Linked DNA regions of Mus musculus: region 1 is linked to region 2. The links are chromatin contacts, called in public promoter capture Hi-C maps. All regions are on one chromosome and are shown on one strand. The core of a region is the stretch at or near the end of the contact, and the rest is flanking DNA. Distances in the headings are between cores, read along the strand shown.

The links. Promoter capture Hi-C pulls out the DNA fragments that hold promoters and counts their contacts.
Region 1: a contact with region 2 is called in a promoter capture Hi-C map of embryonic stem cells, with 2.8 times the contacts expected there. The contact joins two enhancer-like sites. A contact is called at or near these places in 7 of 39 promoter capture datasets (the HPC-7 cell line, HPC-7-derived erythroid cells, embryonic stem cells and 4 more), 1 of 484 Hi-C or Micro-C datasets (neural progenitor cells) and 2 of 115 datasets of contacts at active chromatin or transcription factors (bone marrow-derived dendritic cells and embryonic stem cells).

Annotation. Positions count from the first base shown.
Region 1 is chr2:30,924,733-30,930,832 of GRCm38.p6, reverse strand. It overlaps a transcript of Ptges not described here. Among named protein-coding and RNA genes, the nearest start is that of Ptges, 24 kb to the right of the region's middle. Within about 2 kb of position 3,237, at least 92 of the 459 cell types and tissues checked have an H3K27ac peak or open chromatin away from gene starts, as enhancers often do. A contact at or near this core is called in embryonic stem cells, where this site is marked.
Region 2 is chr2:30,544,613-30,550,403 of GRCm38.p6, reverse strand. Gm31585 (a long non-coding RNA gene) reads right to left here. Exons shown (of 3, transcript XR_374225.3): 1 at 4,366-5,791; 2 at 3,488-3,559; 3 at 2,560-2,926. Among named protein-coding and RNA genes, the nearest start is that of Gm31585, 3.0 kb to the right of the region's middle. Within about 2 kb of position 2,758, at least 72 of the 459 cell types and tissues checked have an H3K27ac peak or open chromatin away from gene starts, as enhancers often do. A contact at or near this core is called in embryonic stem cells, where this site is marked.

The DNA.
Region 1 (6,100 bases), core at 1,988-4,487, 380 kb before region 2:
AAAAAGAAAAGAAAAAAACATGGTGCTGACTTTAAACTCTGGTCCTTTGGAAGAGCAGTTAGTGCTCTTAATCACCGGCCATTCTCCAGGTTCTTAGACTCAAAGTCTTGATCCTCCTGCTTTCACCTCTGAAGTGCTAGGGTTATGGGTTAGTGAACTCACGGTTTTAAACTGCTTCTACCACCTCTGGATGGATGGATGAGTGGGTGGATGAGTGGGTGGATGGGTGGGTGGATGGATGATGGATGGATGGGTAGATGGATGGGTCGGTGGGAGGTACTTGAAAGGATGGATAGGTGAATGAATAGATGGGTGGGCAGGTGGGTATGAATGGATAGGTGGATGCATGAATGGATAGATGATCTGTTTCAGGCTTTCCTTTCCTTTCTTTTCTTTCTTTCTTTTTCTTTTTTCTTTTCTTTTTTTTTTTTTTTTCTTTTCGAGACAGGGTTTCCTGGCTGTCCTGGAACTCACTTTGTAGACCAGGCTGGCCTCGAACTCAGAAATCCGCCTGCCGATCTCAAGTGCTGGGATTAAAGGCGTGTGCCACCACCTTTTCTGAATCATGGCCATCTCCTATTAAAAACCACATGTCCCATCAGTGCCTGTGCGAATTTGGTTAGAAGATGAGTTTTATGTTTAGAAAAGAGAAACTAGGAGGAGGAGACAGGGGAGGGGCGGGGAGGGGCAGAGAGACAGGGGAGCAGGACACCTGGACAGAGGACTCCCAAGGGAGCATAGGTGTGCAAGCCACAGACAGAGCAACTGAGGAGCGCACTCTCCTCAGCCAGACAGTGGAGTACGTCTGTCTCTGGGCCCAGGTCTGAAATCCTACCCTCAGGTGGCTGAGAGCCTAGGGAGGCCCCCGACAGGGCTGCGGTTCGGATGAGGACAGCGATTGTGCAAGAATGGACAGCCTTGCCCCAGCCTGTGTCTCCCGGCCTGAGTCATAGAGAAAGGAAGGAGACAGCGAAAAGCCCGAAGCCCCCTTGGATATCACGCCGCCAAGGCCTCCAGTGTGACGTGGTGACGTCATCACGGATGAGCTCAGCAGAGACACCTGAGGACAAGGTAAGCGGCCAGCAAGGGCTGGAGGTGGGGTGGGGAGTGTGTGAGCTCGATCTTGGAAAGGCCCCCGTGCTCCCCCTGCTGGAAGCTCAGCCTTTCCGCGACTGCTCCTCTGGGATTCTCATTTCTTTGGTTCCCTCAAGGACTTGCCCGGCTTTCCAGTTGGTGCCTGCTAGCTTTACTTCTCAAACACGCATGCTCATTGCGGGTGGAACTGGGGAGTGTTAATGGCCCGCTTCAACTACCGCCTCCAGCCAGGAGGAAGAGAGTTGTCTTCTGGGATAAAACGAAGTTCGGAAACGCAAGGCCAAGCAGTTAGTTCCCAGAGCTCCCCAATTCCCCAAGTCCCTGAGGATGGCGTTGAGGCAAGCCTTGGCGCTGTCCAGCATTCGTGTCTGGGTCCCTGGCTGTCCGTTGTACTTTGGGGTGGTAGTGTGGATGACAAAGGATGTTTTTGGGTGCCTGCTCCTTTAAGGTAGTTTTGAGAGCCCAGATTGGGAGCCAGACATTCTGGGTGGGTGAATGGGAGCTCCCAGCTGGCCCTGGAAGGAGGCAAACCAGGTGAGTCGCACACATACCTTGCTGACCAACAGCTCCATCTTCCTGGCTCTGTGGGGGATTTCATAGTCATATGTTATCCAGAGCATGTCTTGCTGGTGTGGAGCACAGTCATTGGCTGAGTCATGCCCCTCCTCCAAACTCCAGCTTCCTCATCTCCGGAGTGTGGGTAGGGCTAGGGCGTGGCTCAGTGGATAGAGCGCTGGCCTAGCATATCTGTAGCCCTGAGTTTCACCCCAGCACCTCATAAAGTGTCGCATGCTTGTAACCCTAGTACTTGGGAGGGAGAGACAGAGGTTCAAGGTCATCCTTGACCACAATGCAAGTTCAAGGGCTAGCTGGGGAGTTCTACCTGAAAAACAAAACAAACTAATAAAACCTTAAAGTGAAACCAGCCTGGTGGTACGCACCTTTAATCCAAGTCTCTCTGTCTGGTTGGTCCCTTCTCTGGTGTAGAAAGTGGCTCTTTTCTCTGCTGCTACCAACAGGCTTACAATGGTTCATACATCGCCCGTGGTGGCTTCTGTGGCCAGAACCATATCTGAGGAAGAGCCTGGTCCCAAGTGCAATGAGAGGCCTGCTGGCAGCCAGGGGCTCATCTGGTTGTCACTGAGACACTGGGCTGGGAAGGGGTGGGGTCTTGAGACACCGTGGAGTGGAGTTAGGCGATGGGGAGCCACACACACAGAATGTCTTAAAACCCTAAGGTACCCAGAGAAAGTATGGTCTCCAAGCCCGGGGGTGGAAGAGTCTGAGCCTCTCTGGTTTGTGAAGGCTGACAGCTGCTCTGCTATGGCTGGGGCAGAGAGTCCATGAGACCGCCAGGATAAGCAGACCTCTAGTGGGCATTCACGGTATTGCAGGCAGGTGAGCCAGTCAGCGTTAAAAGCAGTTTTCCAGAGTCGTTTGTGAGTTCATGTCTTTCCATTTAAAATTTATTTTTATTTGTGTGTGTGTGTGTGTGTGTGTGTGTGTGTGTGTGTGTGTGTGTGTGTGTGTGCGTACTTGTCTGAACGTGCACATCATGTATAAAGTGCCCACAGAGACCAGAAGAGGGTGTCAGATTTCCCTGGGACTGGAGTTAGGGGATGTTTGAGTCATCATGTGGGCTCAGGGAACTGAACTTAGGTCCTCTGCAAGCAAGGCAGTGCTCTTTCCCGCTGAGCCGTGTCTCTGTACCAGCTGCTCACAGCTCTAGTTCCTCGTGGTCTATTTGGGCCCATCCCGCCTACCTTCCCATCAGGGCTTCAGAGGAGCACTGGGTGCTGCCATAGGTACCCACTGCTACCTGTGACCAGGTGCTCTCTGCTGTCCAATCAGCTGCACCACGGTGACAGGAGCATGAGTCCTTACAGGGACAATTCCTCATGGCTGCTGGTCTGGGGAAACATATGTCCATCTGGGTATATAAAAGAAATGATGTGTCATAGGGACATGGCAGAGGCCTGAGTTCTGGGCCTTGTCCAGTATATGGTTTGGCTGCCTGCCTGTTAGCCAGGTTTTGGGAGAGCTCTGAAGCCTTCTCTGTCTTCTTCCCTACTACTGCACTGTTGTGGGTGATCACGCGCATCACACATGTGTTCCCAGCCCTTTGGCCTCTATCAGTTCTGACTGTGTGTGTTCCCCGGATGACCCTGTGGGAAGGGCACCAGCCTCACCCAGCTTGGGGAGTGAGGCGTTGTGTAACTCCCCCCACCACCACCACCAAATTTCCCTCCTCTGGCTTGCTGCTAAAGATTTGAAATGTAGGGACATTTGCAAATGAGCCAACTTCCTGAGTGTCTCAGCGGCTGCTGAGTGTTTGTTGATGCTAGGTAAGTGTTGGGGGACTCATTTCCGGCCCCCTGTGGCTGGCTAGATTGGATACAAGCTCATCCTCTGTGTAAGAGCTTAGCCTCAGGAAGGAACATGGCCTAGTTGAATCTCAGTTCTTAAAATAGCAACAGCAGAGTGTGGAGTAAAGGGCTTGCCACACAGGCCTGAGGATCCGAATTAGATCCCCAGGGGCCGTGTGTAAAACCAGTGTGATGGTGCGTGGCTGGAACCCCAGCACTAAGAAGGGGAAGACAGACAGATGCCTGGGGATCCCCGGAGCTCCAGCCAGCCAGCCTCAAATCAGAGAGCTCCAGGCTCAGTGAGAGTCCTTGTCTCAAACAATAACGTGGAAGAGCTGGAGTGGTGGCTGATGGGCGAGAGCACTTTTACCGCTGTTACACAGGCCCTGGGTTTGGCCGGAGGGTCACGACCGCCTGTACCTCCAGCTCCAGTGGACTGTATACCCCCAGCAAGCACCCACACATGTGGCACACACTCAGCTAGATATAGGCACGGAAAATTCAACTTCAGCCCCTGGCCTCTGCGTGCATGTACACACCAGGCATGTGCACAGACATGTACACACACACACACACACACACACCAACAGCAACAGCAACAATAACTAACCCTTAGGACACTCACAACTCCTGCAGAGCCTGGAACATCCCACGAGAGTGAGAGGCCAGCTACTTTCATGCATGTTTTATAGACAGAAGCTGAGGCTCAGAGAGGCACACTATATAGGAACTAGATGTTGGATCCGACATGGGCTCCTTCTTGCTTCTCAGCCAACTCAAACCCAACAGCTTGAGTTTGACCCTGGGACCCACATGCTGGAAGGAGAGAACTGATTCCTGCAAGCTGTCCTCTGCCTTCCATACTCCAGCTGTGGCACTCACCCCTCCCCCATAAAGTAAATAAAAATATCGATTTAATGTATAGTATAGTCAGAGGAAAATAATGTTTCACACGGAAACACCTTCCAGCTGGCACAGTTATTGCTGATGGGCATTTGAGGAGCCTCAGTTTGTCATTACAGAGCCCTGCTCTGCCCATGATGGCCATCACAAGTCAGACGTGGTCATTGAGTACCCAAAACAGAGTGAGTCCAGGAAGCCAGTGGAGATACGTGAGCACGAAACTCACGCTAGGTTTCCAGACTTTACGTTAAAAAAAAAAAAAAAAGTAAAATAGTCAAGAATGTCAACACTCAGGGAGCTGAGGCAGGAGGATTGCTACAAGTTCCAGGCTACTTTACAGTAAGAGACATACAGCCAGAAGGCCCCGCTCATGGACGTCATTGAAACAGGGAGATGACCTTAAAGACTCAATGGCAACTCCCACCAGCAGGGCTGAGACAAGGCTCACTAGATGCAGCTCACTAACTCCAGGGCAGGAGTTAGAGCTCATCCTGGTGATGGTTCATCGGTGTCAACTGGATCCGGGTCCGACCAACAGTCACACCTCTGTGTGGGTCTGTGGGAGCATGCTCTAGAAGGATTGCTCCAGTTCAGCGCTGATATAAACAGTCTGGAGGAAAGCTGCCCTCCTTCCACAGGACACTTGTGGCTGAGGGAATGTGTTCTGTCACTACTTTCTCTGGCTAACGCCAGAACCCCGTTTATTCGATCTTCCCAAATGGACTGTGCCAGGAGTCCCCCAGGCCTTCAGCACCAGCCTCGCAGACGGAGCTTCTTCAGTCCCAGTTGGAAAACCCAGTCCGTATGTAAGCCAATCTAATCAAGCCCCTTTGTCATATGCATTATTCTGCAGGTCTGTTCCTCTAGAGAGCCTGACACATACAACCGGTGCGGGGTGAAGGGACAGACCTGGGTGGAGGGCCGACTTCTGTGGCCCAGTGACCTATTTACTGGCAAAACGCTGGCCTTGTGTGTTCTTTCTGAACTCCAGAGAAGTCTTAGCTCCAGAGGGGAAATGTATGGCAGTGGAACTGGATGCTAACACACTTCTGAGTCAGCAGGTGACAAGGGGAGTCATGGTGCCAGCTGGGGTGACTAATCAGGGCAGCAGAGCACTCTGGTCTCTCCAGGATGAGGAAAGTGGACCCTGTTTCTCAATGAAGTAGAAGGAGGCATCTGGTACAGGAGCCCCAGTTAGCAGAGCTCGTGCTATGTCTACATCCTGTGACTAAAGACCATGCAGAGGCTGGAGAGATGGCTCAGCCCAGAACAGTACCTGCCTTGCCAGCCTGAAGTCAATTCCCAGAACTCACAGGAGGAAGAGGAGAAATGAACCACAAAGTGGTCCTCTGGCCTCTGCACGTGTGCTGTGACGTGATCATACATGCAGTAATGATAGCCACAAAGTGTAGATTAAGAAAATGACTACTCTGTCATTACCCAGGGCACTTAGTAGTCACCCCACATGGTTGAGGCCCAACATCAGCTGAAGTGCCTTACTGAGGGCCCAGGGAAGACAGTTATAAACATCAGCTAGACAGGCCTGCAAGGGTGCTGGGAGTCAAGATGATTGTCACCAAGCTCATGACCATATTCAATCTCTGGGACCCACATGGTGGAAGGAGAGAACATATTCCCACAGTTGTCTTCTGACTTCTGTATATGCACTGTAGTATATGTATATATGTATACACACACACACACACACACACATATATATATATATTCAAGACAGG
Region 2 (5,791 bases), core at 1,509-4,008:
AAAAAAAACAAAAAACAAAAAACTGACCGAAGCAATTTAAAGGACCAAGGGCGCATTTCAGCTCACAATCTGGGGTACAGTTCATCAGGTGGCAGGAGCTTGCAGCGGCTGGTCACATGGAGTCCATAATCAAAAACCACAGAAAGATGTGTGCTAGCACTCAGTTTGCTCTTTCTGGGCTCTACTATCTGGGAGTCCACGACCTAGGAAGTGGCTCCACCCATGGTCAGGATGACACCCATCTTCACATCTGTTAACACGGGACAGGCCAGAGGCCATCTCCCTTGAGGTTCTAGACTGTCAAGTTGACTATATAATAACCACCACACGTGGCCTAACTCTGGCTGTGCCCACCCTGTACCACAGGTCTCAGGCTCACCCTGGGCCATCACTGGCTAACCTTATGAATTTGCTGGGTGCTTCTCACACTCTCCCTGTCCCCATCTGTGAAGTGATGGAACTAAGGACCACTACACCCTTCTCACCGGCAAGTGAGATTCGGGCCCCCTTTTCCAGCAGTAACCCTGTATAAGCAGAGATTGAGACTGTGTCTCAAATACCTGCCTTTCTACAGCCATGGCTCATGGGAGGCCCGTGGGTGTAGCGATATTATTCCCTCTGGGTCTCAGTGGTGACACCATGGCCCAGTTTCTGCTTGTGAAGCATTTGTGTGTCTCGCACAGACCCTGAATCCAGAGTTTGACTTCTCTACCTTCTCTTCTTCCTCGGTCCCTTGCTTGTAGCAACAGCTAAACCACTTTCTAGGCTTCTGTGGGCCCAGTCCTGTAGAGACCATGGGACACATGGGGAAATAACACCTGGTTCTGAGATCCTATGACTAAGGTGGGTGTTTGCTCCCACAATGATGGGGCACAGCTCCAACCACCAGCAGGAGAGAATAGAACCCAGGGTGGAGGCTGCCAGAGTCTGAGAACACTCTGAAGGTTCATGCCCTGGGAGCCAAGGGCTCCACTGGCTTTGGCATCCTCGGCCTCTTCCTCTTCCTCCTCCATGGGCACTGGACATGTCTAGGCTGAGAGGATGAAGGAAGTACTGAAGACAGACAGAGTCCTGATGTTGTCCCACACTGGTCTAGCTTACAGGGAAGGACCTGGTGCTGCACAGAGAGATGACATTCCTTAGGACACAGAGGAAGTCAGTAGCTGAAAGGCCTTATGCAGTCTCCCGGCCTCACACCCAGCCCTTTGTCCACTGAGCAAATTTAAGATGCAGGGAGGGGCTGGAGAGGTTGCTCAGTGGTAGAACACTGGCTGCTTATGTCGAGGACCTGGCTTTGTTTCTCAGCACCCACATGGGGCTCAGAACGACCTGGAACTACAGTTCCAGGGGATCTGATGCCCTCTTCTGGCCTCTGAGGGCACCAGGCATCCATATGATACACAGACATACATGCAATCACACACTCGTAAAACAGAAACAAATCTTGAAAACAGAAGAGTCTGTTTGTCATGATAGTCAAAGTGCGGCATAGTGGACTGTGCCAGCAGAGGACTCCCACCCACTGGGAAAGACATCTCCACAAATCATGGTTGCTGGAAGAGGAAAGCCAGGGACAGGAAACAACCTGTGACTCTCAAGGCTGCAAGCACTGAGGAGGGGGGACTCATCTAGGAGCCAAACTCCTAGTCCCCCTGCCATGGGTCCTTAGAGCCAGGAGCACCCCTTATGGGACTGCCAGCCCATCAGCTCTTCACACCTGTCATCAGTTCCAGAAGAGAATGAAATGTCAGGCATGGGGAAGGGCAAGGGGCGGTGACTGCTTCACAGGTACAGAGCCTCACATTCGGGGACATGAGCCACTTCCCTTTCTTTTGACAATTTGATGTTAAAATTTTATAATCATAGCCAGGTGTTGTAGCAAACACCTTTAATCCCAGTGCTTGGGGTGCAGAGGCAGGCGGATCTCTGAGTTCTAGGCCAGCCTGGTCTACAGAGTGAGTTCCAGGACAGCCAGGGCTACACAGTGAAACTCTGTCCCAAAAGAAAAAAAAAAATTACAATCATTAAAATGTATCTGGAGAGGAGAGCACACGTCATACCACAGTCCCTGTGGAGAGGCCAGAGGACAACAAGCAGGAATGGTTTCTCTCCTTCCACCATGTGTGTTCCAGGGCCGGAATTCAGGTCCCAGGCTTGGCAGCAAGCACTTTTATCCACTGAGCCATCTAGTCAGCCCTTCAGTTCTTTTTATTTTGGTAAAATACACATAACACAAAAGTTACTCTTTGAGCCACATTGAGTCTGCAGTTCAAGGTGTTTAATCCACACTTGACTTTTTGAAAACAGAACCTCCTGCCTCCACATCCTGCCCAGGCAGGCCCGGGGAGGGCTGAGCAAGACAATCGCTTGGCTGAGCAGTGAGGAAAAGGAAACAGGAAGGGTCCGGAAGGAAGCGGCTTCCCAGCAGCCTGCTCAGCCCCACCCAAGTCCTGACCAGCCTCAGCCTCCTCCAGGAAGAGTCACCATGCCTCACCTCAACAACAGCTGGGGCTTGCCCCCACCCGCCCCCGCCCCCACCCCCGCCCGCCCCCGCCCCCTCCAAGCAGGAAGCATGAGAAACTTCCCTGGCCTCCACTCTAGTCAAAAGGCAGGTATGGTCAACTTGAAGAGTCCAAGGTTCTCATCCATAAAGTGGGGAGCAGGTGAGAGCTGGATTCCCCAGCCATTCTGAGAGCTTATGTAAAGCAAGCTTGGAGATGCTACCAAGCAGCTTCCGGTGCCAGCGGCATCCCGTGTCAACAGCTTCCGGTGTCAGCGGCTGCTAGCGATGTCACGTCACGGCTGTCATTCTGGCATCTTGTGTGTCCTGGCCGTGGGTCTCGTCAGCATCCCTAGACCAAGTCCTTGAGCTTCAGTAGAAATTCACAGGGTTCACCATGACTCTGGGACCAGCTCATGGCTAGCTCTGTGGCCAAACAAGACACAAGACTGTGAGGGACAAGAGGGGACAGGCAAGGCCTCTGTGCTCTGCCAGACTAATAAACAATAAGTACATTCAGGTGCTTGGGAAGGGTCAGTCAAGCTTCCTGGGGACATGAATGAAGGCGGACAGACAGAAAGATCCAGAGTGGAACCACCGGGCAAAGGCCAGGAGGTGACAAACACCGTGGAATATACAGGAAACAGGACGCAAAGGGAAAGGGTAGGAGAGGGAAGGGTCTGGGGGAGACCAGCGGGTGGGCAGATCAGGGTTTGTGTGTGGCCCAGCGCCATTTTGGCTTTCCTTGTAGGTAGAAGAGGCTGCAGGAATACTTTAGAGTGCTGGCCTATGGTCAGAGGAGACCTGAAGTGTGCAGGCACCACCTCAGGCAGGCATCGTGGGAGAAAGACTTGGAAGAGAAAGAGGCTTCTAAGTGGGTGGGGGGAGCTGGAGAGGTGAACTGGTTAGCAGAACAATGTCCCAAGCGTAACCCCTGGGGCACACAGATGGCTTGTTTCACAGCAGAGAGGAACAGAGGCAGCTCACCAGCCTTTGAGCCGGGGGTTTCTTCTAGTTCATCCGAGTGACTGAGGGACTCTGAGATGGGAAAGCAGGTAACTGAAGAGCAAGCAGGGCCAAAGATCAGGAAGGTAGTCAGGGGGTGGGCTCTCTGCTTGGAGAAAGGTAAGGAGGCTGACCCTTACACACACACACACACACACACACACACACACACACACACACACACGGGGGGGGGGGAACAGAAATAGAAAGAGACTGCAGAAAGAACCCACTGCTAACACACACATACAAGGGGGGGGGACAGAAACAGAAAGAGACTGCAGAAAGAACCCACTGCTAACACACACACACATACACACACAGAGACACACACAGACACACACACGAGAGAAAGAGAGAGAGAGAGGGGGGGGGAGATAGGTGGGGGGGTGGAAGAGACAGAAACAGAGACTGCAGAAAGAACCCACTGCTAACACACACACACAGACACACACGAGAGAGAGGGAGAAACAGACAGAGTGACTGCAGAAAGAACACAGTGCTAACACACACACACACACACACATGCATGCACAAGAGAGAGCCTGCAAAAGGAACCCAGTCCTCTCTCTCTCTCTCTCTCTCTCTCTCTCTCTCTTTCTCGTGTGTGTATGTGTGTGTGAGAGAGAGAGAGAGAGAGAGAGAAGCAGAGACAGAAATAGAGACTACAGAAGGAACCCAGTGCTAACACACACACATACACACACAAACACATACACACAAGAGAGAGAAGCAGAGACAGAGACATAGAGATTGCAGAAGGAACCCAGTGCAAACACACACACACACACACACACACACACACACACACACACACACACACACACGAGAATCTGCAGAAGGAACCCAATGTTGCTGCACACCTTGAATTCATCCAGATTTGACCTCTGACCTGTAGAACTCCGCTGTTGTTTTATGACACTAAATCTGGAGTGATTTGTTATGGTAGCCATCACAAAGGGCTGCAAGAGGAGAAATGGGGGTGCGAGAGGACAAAGTCCGTGCCCCACAGCGCTGGGGCCAGAGCCCAGGAGGGCCTCATGGGAGAGGTTGCCTGAAGGCAGTAAGAGAGGCAGAGGATGCTTGGGCCAGAGAGGTTCCCCACAATTGCTTGGATCTCATTTATTTCAAGCATCGAAACAACCACGCCAGAAAAGCTTTCCTTACTAGAACTAGCCAGGCAAAATCAACTGAATTTGAACCTCACTGGTTGAAGTTAAGGTGGGCTGAGATGCCCAGGGCCAGGAGGTGTAAGCAGGGAGCCTGCGCGTTCACAGTCATAAAAGATGTTCGCCTGTGGGTTTTTCCTGTAGAAGAGACAGTAGGTGGGGCTGGTTCTGATCCTTTCCCACCTCTCTCCCATTAATTTTTGTTTGTTTGTTTGTTTGTTTAATCCACTCTTCAAGCAATAATGAGGAAAGCGAGGTGTCCAGCAGGCGGGAGGCGCGGCTCCCAGCCTCTCCGCCTGGCTTCGTCTCTCCACCGGGCTTCGTCCCCCACCGCCTCCCCGTCTTTGTCTGGCTCCCGCGCTGCCGCGCACATGGTCCCCTGTCAAATTCCGGGCGGCTCCGTGGGACACGTGTCGGGAAGCCAGCAGCGCCGCAGGTCTCGTGTAACCATGGAAACGGAGGCCAATGGGAGGCCAGCGCTGCCCGCGGGGGGCGGAACCTACAGCGCGGGGGTTGGACTTAGGCGTGGCCAGGAGGACTAATAAGCAGGAGATTTGGGTGTGGTTTGTGTGTCATTCAAAAGAGGATCAGACCTGTGGCAGTCCGCAGTGCGGAGGACGCCCACCAGGCCGAGTCCTGCACCACGTGGTTTTGATGACATCCTTCTTGGTACCGGGTATTGCTTTGCTTATAAACTAAGGTTAAGATTCAAGAATTCTACAGATGCAGGCTCCGTGCCACCAGCTACCCTGAGCCATGGGCACGTGATCAGACAGACCCTCCAGTTCTTCAGCTTGGCTATCTGTAAACAGGGTTGGTGTGAGGCACCCACGACTGACTCAATTATAGCCAAGGTTCCCAGCCACCCTCCAGGAAATAGGTGCTCTTTCTGAGGCAGGAAACCCATCTTATAAGGAGTGAGGTGACCCTGGGACCCTGTCGAAGCTGGATTCAGTGTGTCTATCAACGAAGTGGGAAGAGGAGACTGGAACCTGTCAGCCAATACAATCTGTCCCCATTGCAATAGGCAGGCAGATGTATAGCTGAGCACCTCTCAGTGCAGGGGGTGGAAGTCCCAGTGCCCAGATCTGGGAGCCAGGATGCCTGTGGGAATCGCTGC